3 separate regions of the Mus musculus genome follow, and regions 1 and 2 are each linked to region 3. The links are chromatin contacts, called in public Hi-C and promoter capture Hi-C maps. All regions are on one chromosome and are shown on one strand. Each heading gives the region's core, a stretch centred on a gene start, on an enhancer-like site or on the middle of the called end of the contact. The rest is flanking DNA. Distances are from core to core; before and after follow the strand shown. Region 1 has its middle 17 kb from the start of Gm30880. Region 2 has its middle 27 kb from the start of Gm30931. Region 3 overlaps Acsl1 (acyl-CoA synthetase long-chain family member 1).

Evidence for each region. Promoter capture Hi-C pulls out the DNA fragments that hold promoters and counts their contacts. Hi-C and Micro-C count contacts between places; a contact is called where the count stands out from the background.
Region 1: a promoter capture Hi-C map of the C10 cell line shows a contact between it and region 3. The contact joins two enhancer-like sites. A contact is called at or near these places in 4 of 39 promoter capture datasets (the C10 cell line, cranial neural crest and embryonic stem cells) and 1 of 115 datasets of contacts at active chromatin or transcription factors (large pre-B cells).
Region 2: a Hi-C map of bone marrow-derived macrophages shows a contact between it and region 3, with 24 read pairs. The contact joins two enhancer-like sites. A contact is called at or near these places in 1 of 15 datasets of contacts at CTCF or cohesin (large pre-B cells), 9 of 484 Hi-C or Micro-C datasets (CD4 T cells, the G1E-ER4 cell line, bone marrow-derived macrophages and 4 more), 9 of 115 datasets of contacts at active chromatin or transcription factors (bone marrow-derived macrophages, embryonic limb bud, embryonic stem cells and 4 more) and 3 of 9 other capture datasets (embryonic stem cells, liver and pancreatic islet).

The regions. Positions count from the first base shown.
Region 1 is chr8:46,265,707-46,269,602 of GRCm38.p6, reverse strand. No RefSeq gene overlaps it. Among named protein-coding and RNA genes, the nearest start is that of Gm30880, 17 kb to the left of the region's middle. Within about 2 kb of position 2,627, at least 1 of the 459 cell types and tissues checked has an H3K27ac peak or open chromatin away from gene starts, as enhancers often do.
Region 2 is chr8:46,334,647-46,338,676 of GRCm38.p6, reverse strand. No RefSeq gene overlaps it. Among named protein-coding and RNA genes, the nearest start is that of Gm30931, 27 kb to the left of the region's middle. Within about 2 kb of position 2,181, at least 34 of the 459 cell types and tissues checked have an H3K27ac peak or open chromatin away from gene starts, as enhancers often do. A contact at or near this core is called in bone marrow-derived macrophages, where this site is marked.
Region 3 is chr8:46,494,927-46,498,799 of GRCm38.p6, reverse strand. All of the region lies in intron 2 of Acsl1 (acyl-CoA synthetase long-chain family member 1), which reads right to left. Among named protein-coding and RNA genes, the nearest start is that of Gm31050, 26 kb to the right of the region's middle. Within about 2 kb of position 1,654, at least 71 of the 459 cell types and tissues checked have an H3K27ac peak or open chromatin away from gene starts, as enhancers often do. A contact at or near this core is called in bone marrow-derived macrophages, where this site is marked.

The sequences.
Region 1 (3,896 bases), core at 1,378-3,877, 230 kb after region 3:
GGAGTAAGACCCCCCTGACTCTTCAAAGAGAGGCGTGACAGCAAGGTCCCTGGAGGGACACTAGTGTGAATCGGTCAGGGTGCTTTGTAAGTGTTTGACTTAGGACACACAGCCTTTGGCAATACAGAGCTGCACAAGTGTCAAGGTGCTGCTTCACTTGAGATACAGAGAGGTAAACTTCCCTGGGAGTCGAGGGTGGGGATGAGAAAAGGCAAAAGAACCATCGAACTCAATAGCAGGATTTTCTTCCAAGCATTTGGTTGTTTATGATCCTAAAATAGGATATATTAGCATGGAGATGCAAAAATTAACAAATTCTAACCGAGACAACTTTTCCAGGTTTCAGTATTAATTCAGTGCTCCCTGCTTGGATAGTGGTAAGTATTATGACATTAAGCACCTATTGCTGGAAGAACAGAAAGCTAGGGACAGTGTCGGGGAGGACCATGAATAAGGACAATGACATATGTGTATGAAAATGCTGTAACAAAATCTGCTGCTTCCCATGTTGATTAAAAACAAAATAAAATTAAAAAACTCTTCAAAATAACGTATCTTCATAATCCTCCCTGGGCTTGCCTAGCCAGATCTAGCCAGTCTGAGGTTGGTAACTGCCACCCCAAACATCTGATCTCAAGTCTTGAGGTGTGTTTTCAACTTCTGAATGTCCATAGTCAATGTTTGTATCTGAAAACCCTGTTTTGTTTGAGACGCACTGTCATTCAATACAGACCTAGGGCTTCCCTGGCTATGCTCTCATTTGCAGTATGGTTAGCGCTTGATGTCATGAAGTTGCCTCTTCAATTTTTACCAATAATGAATAGACAAGCCCTTCTTCCCATTATTCCAAATTAATAAGCATATTATTTTAAGACCAGAGAGAACAGAAGAATAAAATCAAGATCTATGTTATGCCCAGAAACACAATAATTTACTACTCTTGATACCTAATGTGTGCTCTAGGACTACTTTTTAAGTAAAACTTTTAAAAAGGTTTTAAAATTATTAATTATGTATATATAATACATAATTAATATATAATTAATAGGTGCCAGGAACTGACCTCAGGTCCTCTAACAAAACAGTACATGATTTTAACTGCCAGACCATCTCTCCTGTCCTTAGGATAATCTTATTTTTAAAATCAACACAGGGCTGGAGAGATGGCTCAGTGGTTAAGAGCTCTAACTGCTCTTCCAAAGGTCCTGAGTTCAAATCCCGGCAACCACATGGTGGCTCACAACCATCCGTAATGAGATCTGATGCCCTCTTCTGGGGTGTCTGAAGAAGGCTACAGTGTACTTATGTATAATAATAAATAAATCTTTAAAAAAAAACAAAAGCAAACCTAATCCAGGGTTTTAAAAATATCAACACAGTAATACCCTTTAGAATGGACTGGCGAGATGGCTCAGCGGGTAAGAGCACTGACTGCTCTTCTGAAGGTCCTGAGTTCGAATCTCAGAAACCACATGGTGGCTCACAACCACCCACAATGAGATCTGACTCCCTCTTCTGGTGTGTGAAAAGGCAGCTACAGTGTACTTATGTATATTAATAAATAAATCTTTGGGCTGGAGCGAGCAGAGTTGACCAGAGTAAGCGGGGCCCATCTGAGTGAGCAGGGTTGACTGGAGCGAGCATAGGTCCTAAAAATTCAATTCCCAACAACCACATGAAGGCTCACAACCATCTGTACAGCTACAGTGTACTCACATACACAAAATAAATAAATACATCTTTTTTTTAAAAAAGGCCCTTCAGAGAATAGTTTATTATCAGAAAGGAGTTAGCCAAGATGAAGTTACAAGGTCTCAAGTGCCAATTTGACCAATGACAAGCCATGTCACTGATGCTGTTTGTAATGTGTTAGTATAACCTTTCAAACGATACTCACAGCCTGAACCCTGAATGTTATCATTAAAGTATTTTGCTTTTGAATGGAATATTAGAGGACCTCCTCCATTAACCACTCATGCAGAACACCCAAAGGTGCTCTGACTTTGTGATGCCTTATCATGTGATTCAAGGACAGTTAAAGAAACTCAAAAGTTGTCCTTTGTGGATCCTGACATGACACAGAGCATCTAGGACAGGAAATCTATCAGGTTGAGTGTGCCCACTTGGTTCAAACACGCACAGTGTTCACCTTCTTTATAATAACGGCAGTAAGCCACATCACCAAGAGATATTGAAATCTTAGAGTTGTGCTAAGCAATCTCTGTAGAGACATGTTTCTCATCCTGGGTCGTGACCCCTTTGGAGTTCAAACAACCCTTTCACAGAGGTCACCTAAAACCACCAGAAACACAGATATTTACATTATGATTCATAACAGTAGCAACATTACAGTAATGAAGTAGCAAAAACATACTTATGGTCAGGGGTGGGGGGTCACCAATACATAAGGAACTGTATGAAAGGGTCGCAGTGTTAGGAAGGCTGAAAACTGCTGCTCTAGAGTGTCTCGTTTCACATCTGTCTCTCCCAGAATACTTTATATCTGTGAGGTGGGTGTGATTATTTCCATTTCTCAATGCAGAAAAGTCATCAACAAGGCAAAGTGACTGGTCCCCAGCCAGTAACAGCAAACAGCCGGATGAGGCTGCTCTTGTCTTCAAGGGAAGGGAAGAATTCCCTAGAGAGACACAAAGACAGTTTAAGCAAACCTTCCCCTCCCCCTCCCTGCCCCCAGCAAAACAAAGCATAAACTTCAATAAAAGGTTTGGAATGAGCTGCCCACAGCAGGGGCACTCCAGTGGTTCTGTGTTGTAGATGCTACAGTCCTCGCCCCCACCACCCCCAGACACGTCTTCATGCCTGGCAAAAGCTGTCCTATGTATTTATTGAGATGCTGTTACTCAGATGGAGGGTGAGTCAGAGTTAGAGTCCTTGCCTAGCTTATGTAAATCCTGGACTTAATCCCCAGCACCACAAAAGTTAATAATAGCTATTATAGCAGCAATAATAAATGATAATAGTAACCCGCTATTCCTCTTTCAGAGGCAAGATCCTATCCCTTCATGGGAAGCACATGTAGTAAGCCTGCTCCCTCCTGTCCCTGACCTCAGCCCAGCATCACCATCTCCCCTTCACCTTCTGCCTCCCTAGGTCAATGCGGTCCATTTGGTTTCCATGGGAACGCCTTCCCATGCTGCCAAACCAGCACCTGAAAGTAGGGGAGCATGGGGGAGCAAAGACAGAGAAGAAATTTGGTATGTGTGAAGCAAAGGATGAAGGAACCAGGAAGAAACTCGGCTATGACTCTTTCTAGCCTTGTCCCTGGGGCCTCTTTGTTGATTCTGCCGGGGTGTGTGTGTGCATGTGTGTGTGTGTGTGTGTGTGTGTGTGTGTGTGTGTGATCTCGCTGGCGTTCTGCACACTCAACAATATCATAACTCAGCACCATCACTGTCCAATTCAGGATTTTTGTATAAGCTCCAATAGGTATTTCGTATTTTAAACATTAAACATTCTCTTCTCCCAAGCCCTATAATCTCTATTTGATCTTGTGTCTCTATGGTTTACCTCTTCTTATGCCCTCCCATGAATGGAATCAAACAGCTGTCCCTTTGTGCCTGGCTTATTCCCTTCAGTATAACGAGCCCAAGGCTCTTTCACGTAGAACCACGTTTCAGAAGCCTGCAGCATTTGAAGCACAAAATACTACTGCACTGGGTGGATCTACCGCACCGTGCTTCCCAGCTCACCTGTTAATGGACACTCGGGTGGTTTCCGGCTGTTGGTGTTGTGGTGAATGATGCTATGGACATTGATCCGGGTGAGTCGATTAAAGTCTCTCCTCCCAATTCTTCTGGGTACGTACCTGGAAGGATAGTCGCTAGGCATACGGCACATCTCTGTTCAATTTTTGACAAACACCTGGGTGGCACCAT
Region 2 (4,030 bases), core at 932-3,431, 160 kb after region 3:
CCATATGGGACTTTCAACCATTGCATCTGGTTTAAGGGTCCAGGGAAACTTGGTACTGTCTTTTTTTTTTTTTCCAGATTTCCTCATTTTGTATGCATAAATGTTTTGCCTTCCTGCATCTATGTATGTGTACCAAAGAAGCAAGAAGAGTTTCTTGGATCCCCTAGACTTGGAGGTATAGAGGTTTATAAGCGGTGGTGCATGTGCTGGGAACCGAACTCAGGTCCTCTGCCAGAGCAGCAAATGCACTTTACAGCGGAGCCATCTCTTCAGGCCTCACTTAGTACTGTTTTACCGACAGTCTGCCACTCTAGTTTTTTGAAAGTGTGTATATATACAATATATAATTCCATGTACATATTGCACACACACGTGTAAACAGTATACACACATATGTCCTATGGGAAAAACTCTCCGAGATTGTCTGACTAAGAAAACGGTCACTTTTTACAGTGAAATCTCTTTGTGTTTTCCGTTTGGTGATGCAAAGGAGAAACGCTTGTGGTGTTGCTGAGGTAAGACTGGGTAAGACAAACCCTCTCCCAGCTGAGCTCTGTCCTCAGCCACGATGAGTAACATGGACGGTTTATTGACCTGCTCTTCTAATTACAGCTGGGTGGTTACCAAAGATGGAATGTGGATACCACACAATTGAAGTCTAAATCGAGGATGGGAAACCTAGCTTGAAATGCAAGAGATGTTTGTTTGGACGGGAGGCGGACAGCCTTGGGAATGGCTTGTGCGTTCTTGACCCTGGCTGTTTCCTGGGGAATGTACCCAGGGGTTCTCACAGTAGCTCAGGTGTACACACAGCTGACTCTCAGGACTGGTGGAGTTTTGGGGTGTGGGGTGTCCCACCCCACTGCTCAGGGGCTCTTTAGAGGGTTTCTTTATTCAGTCTTTCTATCCACACATTTCTAAATATTTCCTCACTCGAGCACACTGACGACAGCATAAGACTGGATGGAGCCTGTACTGTCGAATGCTGAGAGCAGTGACCGACTTGGAACCTACCAGGCACCCACTCTCATATTTCCATGTCTGAAAGTGTAGACTAGGAAGCGGGAGTGTCATAAATATTGTCTTTAAGAGAAATGACTTCGTTTTGGATGTCTGTTTAATTGTTGTTTTGTTTGTGTTGTTGCTGTTTTGTCTTTTACAAGCAGGGTTTCTCTGTGTAGCCCTGGTTGTCCTGGGATTCTCTTTGTAGACCAGGCTGTTCCCAAGAACTTTGTAGGTCAGGCTGCCTATTCCCAAGAACTAGTCTCTAACACACATAGTGGAATCTCCTAACATCTCTTTTTTAAAAGATTTATTTTCAACTGTTTTATGCAGGAGGCTTTTTGTGTAAGTTTTTATAATTGGTGTCTTTTTTTGTTTTGAGGTTTGTTTTGTTTTGTTTTGTTTTGTTTTGTTGAGAGAGGGTTTCCCTGTAACTGTGGCTGTCCTGGAACTCACTCTACAGACAAGGCTGGCCTCGAACCCACAGAGGTCCTTTGCCTCTATCTTCTAAGTGCTAGGATTAAAGGCAAACTCCATCACTGCCCGGCTAGCTGGTATCTTTCTTAAGATGTGTCTGTCTCAGCTGGGTATGGTGTCACATACCTTTAATCTCAGCACCTAAGAGTCGGAAGCTAGTTTGGTCTATATAGTGAGTTCCTGAGCAGCCAGATCTACATAGTGAGACCTGGCCTCAAAACACAGACAAACCAACCAACCAACCAACCAAATAAACAAACAAACAAATAAAAACCCCACTTAATTTTTAAAAAACTGTCAGTTTCAACTACACTTTTTATTTAGTGTTTTAAAGTTACTGTCCTTTTGATGCAGTTTTTAATAGGGGTTGTGGACATTTGTTCTTGACAGTCCTTGTTAAGCGGGCATGTCTTATACATTGAGGGATTTTTCAGCAATGTCCCTCTTTTCATGTGCTATGTGGGCATTGCAGCCACATCTACAGGCTCCAGTCCCTAGATATTGCAATACCTACTGTGAGACATAGGCTCCCCTCAGAAACCCTGCGTCCGTGTAGTAAGTCCCCAGCAGAGTCTCCTCTCTTCGTGTTGGTAGTTTATAACTCCTTTCTCTTTTGCTTTTGATTCATACATGTTATTAACCTCAGCATCAATTTTGGTTTCATTTCATCTTTTTCCATTTCAGTGACATTTCCCCCTCCACGCACTCGTGGTTCTTACCCAGTGGACTTCCCTTCACCCTCTCATACTCAGTGTGTGCTACTCCGTCTAATGCCTGGTAAAAAGTGAGACATGACTGGTTTCGAACACTTCTTTCCTACATTGTTAGCCCATAGCTTTGCTATCGTGCCCCATAGATTCTGATGTGTTATATTTCCAGTCTTCTTCAATTCAAACCACTTTCTGATTTATCTGGTTTCCTGAGTCAAGGGATATTCAGAATCATGCTATTTAGTTTTTAAGTGTTTGAAAGGTCTCACGTAGTTTTAAGACGCTTTTCAAATTGTTCTGAGAAGCCTTTCTGTAATTGAGTTCTTGTTTAGTTTTATTGTGACCAGAGCACATACTTTGTCTAAAGTCTTTTAAAGTTGACTGAGACATGAGACGTGTATTGCAGATAGAATGTGGTCTACATTGGTAAATATTCTTTCTGTACACGTGGTTTTCTTGTGTGTACTCTGTTGCTGTTGGGCTGACAAATACCCTGATGTCACTGATTGATGAGCTCGTGTGTCACCACTTACTGCCTGCTTTCACCTGCTGTAGTGAGAGTTACTGAAACATCCACCTGAGACTGTGAATTATAGCAGCGACTTAGCGACTTTTCTCTTGCCGTGAAGAGACACCATGACCAAGTTATAAAAAGAAGCATTTAAACTTGAAGAGGAAATGTCTCGTTTCTTGGGAGACTCGGTTGCTTCATGTGGTGTTCTTCAGGAAACTGTCTTAGGAGAGGATGTTTTTGCTGAAGTAGACACATGAGAGGATGTTTTGCTGAGAAAAGATACATGGTATTTGTCTGGAAGCAGCCCCCCAAATGCATGTAATGTTTGCTAGGGCAGATGCTTGAGAGAACATAGGATGTTTAGAAAGGGTGTAAATATAACCCAACAGACAGCAGATGATGCTGTGTGGTACTGGTATGTCTTGCCACTCTGCTGGCCATAGTTAGGCTTTGTTGATGCTGGTCTTCACTGATGACACTTGGTGGTATTGGTTTGCCTTGCCACTCTTTGCTGGCCATTGTTTGTTGTGACTTTGGAGAGAGAAACACACCAAAGAACTTCTGCTGGTATTCCCTTGGCTTCTTTCTGCTTCCATGGACTCAAACTGATTAGCAGAGCCTTGTGGTTTCTTCTGGCCTGAGCTGCCACTGCTGGTTTGTGAATGGTGATTGTGAGTGGAGCGAGCTGTGGCTGCTGATTCCTGTGAACTGAGCTGCTGATATCCTGACAACACAGATTGGATTTGCTCCAAAGAACTATTTCTAAACAGGTCCACATCCTCCTTTGTTCTACTAACCTTTCTTTTCCACTACCTCTGGTGGGTGGTGGGCTAGAAGGGAGGTTAAAGCATTTAAAAGTCCTTATCGAAAGTAGGTTTTGAAAGATATAAGCCTACAGGGACTTCCTTAAAGTTTCAGAAGGTTGGTCTATATTTTTCACAAGGAGTGTAATGGCAGCAGGCAGGCATGGCGCTGCTGGAGCAGTAGCTGAGGGCTTGCATCCTGATCAAAGTTGGATGGAGAGAGAGAGAGAGAGAGAGAGAGAGAGAGAGAGAAGAAGAAGAAGAAGAAGAAGAAGAGGAGGAGGAGGAGGAGGAGGAGGAGGAGGAGGGAGGGGGAGGGGAGGAGGAGGGAGGGGGAGGGGGGAGGGGGGAGAGGAGAGGAGAGGAGAGGAGAGGAGAGGAGAGGAGAGGAGAGGAGAGGAGAGGAGAGGAGAGGAGAGGAGAGGAGAGGAGAGGAGAGGAGATATTGGTCCTGGCATGGGCTTTTGAAAAGTCAAAGCCCACCCCCAGCACCAAGGCCAAACCTCCTAATCCTTCTAGGGACC
Region 3 (3,873 bases), core at 405-2,904:
GACTGCTCTTCTGAAGGTCCTGAGTTCAAATCCCAGCAACCACACGGTGGCTCACAACCATCTGTAATGAGATCTGATGGCCTCTTCTGGGGTGTCTGAAGATAGCTACAGTGTACTTACATATAATAAATAAATCTTAAAAAAAATAAACTCAACTGCTTTCTTTCCCAATCCCTCTGCAGCCCAGCACTGTGTGAAGGTCAGGAGATCTGTCCTGAGTCCCAGGCATCCCCACAGAACCCCAGCCCACTGCCACTGCCCATTACCAGCCGGACCCTTCCTCCTCCCTCCTAAGTCAAAGCCCCAGGCGTCTGCTGCGTGTACTCTGAAGTCAGCAGACTGCTCGAACAAACACCTAGCCTCAGGCTCTCATACCCTCAGTAGGGTGGGTATGAGAAGACAGTATTCAGAAAGGTTCTCATAATTTATTAAGAAGCCTGCTAAGTTTTGAAAGGTGCTAAAGCTACCTAAAGGTATGAAAATAGTGATGTCTACATGCTTGCAGAAGCACCTCTGCGATCAGAGCACCCTGAGCACTTCCTCTCCCTCCTATCCCACCTGGCTCATGAAGACTGCCTGCTGTAGACACTACCAGATGCCAAAACACCCTTCAGGAAAATGTGGTCACAAATTCTCTGGGTAGGTGTGAGGGCAAACCTTAGCTCGTCTTTATTTCACCACTTACACAATTATTTTGCGATCAAGACAGGGGAAAACAGGCCATGGGAAACTCTGAGAAGGACCCCACAGTGACAAATGGTAAGCCAATGAAAGTGGTGACCTGAGAAGAGGGCTCGCAGACAATGACAGAGAGAAAACCAGAGTCTCATCGTACCAAGGGGTTCTTCTGAAACCTCGTGTCCTCCTGAGACCTCCAGCCTGTACATATCCACTAACTGCTCTCTGTCCCAACACTCCATAGAGGTGAGAATTAGTTTACATCTACAAACGACTGCCGGGCAGTATTTATTATGTCATATTTATAAATAGCTGCAGAAATAACCACATGCTGCCGTGGTTCCTAATACCGCTCCATTTCGCTCAGTACACAACTGCTACTTCCCCTTCAGTTAAAAATCACTTGTCCTCATCTTACAACTAAGTGGCTCTGACATTTCTGCAGACCTTCAGGCTTGCGTCGGAGATAGCCAGAGACACCAAGACCCAACCCCCATCTCCTTCCACAACACCTTCCACTCATGGTTGAGCCTGGCCGTCTGCCTCTCATCACTGTTGAATGCTGTCCTCCTCGGCCAGGGCTCCCTGGCTCAGAGCTTGTCACTGGCTTCCTGGTTCAGACGGGCATGGCCAGTCTTTGGGATCTTGCCTCGTTACCTGCACAGGTCTGGACTTGTGTTATTGCTGCAAGTGTGGTGTAAGTATGTTTTCATAAAAATGTACAAGTCCATGACCTGCTCTCTTGTGCTGAAGAAAGTGCTGGTGCAGTTTGTAAGTGGGCTGTTCCATGTATACATGGGGGAAGACGGAGTATGGGAAAGAGTGCTCCCACCAACCACATGGAGAAATCTCACCGAGTAACATGTTCCACGGAATTGTCTAAATACGGACCAGGTCGGCTGCTCCTTGTTGCAGTGTGTACAGGAGCACCTACTTTAACAATGGCACTTGACCTCTGTCACAGACAGAACACCCTGCACACTTCCTCTCACTGGACGGAGGCTTCACACTGATAGAAGCTAGTCCTGCCCCGGTACTGTGTACATGTGGCAGAAGCTTAAGTACTTGTTGGATGAATGCAAGTTTGACAACTGGATTCAGTGGGTGGAGTGGGGACTGCAGGAAAAGCCACACCCTCTGCATGAGACTTTCTGGAACATACGATTAGCATGCAAAGAAGAGTCATTAGCCACACACAGCCCAAGGTATGAATGTCTAAGTTTTGATCTATCATGTATGAGGGTGATCAGCTAGCATGCACCCCAAATTTCATATCATTTACTGTGGAGCTAAGTCATCCAACCTGAGTTATATATACCCAAGGAGCCGGCTCTGCTATTAGCAGCTTTGAATCCAAACCTGAACCACCACCTAGTAGCAAACTTAGACACTGAGTCTGCTGTGGCCTGTGGTTTGGTCACCAGAAGCAAATTCTACTTAAAGTTCCGATAGTCTAAAGACCTATAAGCATAAAATTTTATTTGTTCCAATTTATACATTTTAATAACTGGAGAAAAAACAAACCCGAGTTTCCCCTGAAGTGCTTTATGGCTGGTGGTAGTCCCAGGCTGCCTAGCCTAACTTGACAGGCAATGCACTCAGCACTAGCCAACCTCTCTTCTTCCACGGCTCTCTGCAGTGACTCAGGGGTTCCCACAGAGTCCTCATTGGCACTCTGCAGCAGATTTTGTCCCCAATCCTTTGAGCCTCACTGGTGGGCCAACTTTCCCTCCAGCCATATGTGTCCAGTCTGGGTTGAGGGTAGGTTCAGGACAGACAGAAGCACTGGTGTTTCACAACTCTGTGCCTTCCTCAGCTCACCTACACACACACACACACACACACACACACACACACACAGCCTCTGGATTCTGAAGTTTCTCAATCTGCATCCTCAGAATCTAGCCACCGTTTATCTTTCTTTGCTTCTTTTTGCTTTGACCAGATCTTGCTACAATTTGTAGCCCAGGCTGCCCTCAGACTTGTGATTCTCCTATCTCAGCCTCTTGAGTGCTAAATGCACAGGTCTAGCCTATTCATTTTCAGAAGAACTTCCAGCTGAGTCCCAAGGCTCCAGGCACTGACCCTTCTGATCCACCTGGAGCCACCCAACCTTCCTCTCCATAGCAACCCACTCTCCTCCCCAGGGCTTAACACAACCAGCCAACACTGAACACCACAGGCCAGGCCGACAGATAGCTTCTGAGCAGGGCTTGACAGGGACGATATTTATGGTTTTTCAGTTATAAAATGTGGAGGTCTCTATCTTCCAGGTCCTTCTTGTCAAGTCCAGAGGAAACTCCATGTCTTCAAACTGACTGTCAACATTCCTCAGGAACTTATGAAGTTGGCTCCCTCTAAAAAACCATTTCCTGTATCAGTGGCTAAAGGGAACTCAAACTTAGTAAGGACAGATGAGGAAAATAAGAGATCTTGTATATCAAGTAGGAAAGTGGTTTAAAACAACTCACCCTCATAAAACCTTTTTGTTTTTAATGTCTGTTCACAGTAACTGAACGGCAGAAGCAGCAATCTGCAACAGGTGGGTGGGTGTTTCTCCAGGCCCCAAGGGAGAGATTGGCCTTTATGTCACCAAGGCTCATGAGTGAGCTGCAACCACACATTCAGGGACAGGGCTCTTGAAAGAGAGCCTGATTAAGCCATCCTCAGTAGAACCACTTGCCAGGGCTGTAGTGCCTTTCCTGATGGGTCCACAGTGGGTGTACTCACATCCTCCCTGCCACCCTGAGCGGTCATAGAAAACTTAAAGATGTAACTTAGGCAGAAGCCCCGTGTTGGTGCTGAACGGTCAGAGCTAGGAGACAGAGTGAGTGGGGACGAGCAGCATCAGTACCAGAGTGTGGACTCCTGCAGCTCAGCATCTATGTGAAGCTGATAGGATGGAGCAGGTGAGCCGGGAGGAGCAGGACTGCACGGCAGGTCACCAGCAAGCAGTACTCGCTTGCTTCCCAAGTGGAAAGAGCACAGCAGCACTCGCCCTGTCAGTCAGCGCCCCAAACTGTTGCCAGGTGTCAGCACACCTCAGGAAAGGAGCAGGGTTTGTCTCTCTGGCCAACAGAGGCCCACAGAACAATGCTTTGTGTAACAACGTGTCTAGAACTACTGGGTTCCCAGACTCTGACTATGTTTAAACTTAAAGTTTCACATTTCAGTTTTTAAAAAAGCAAAGCATGT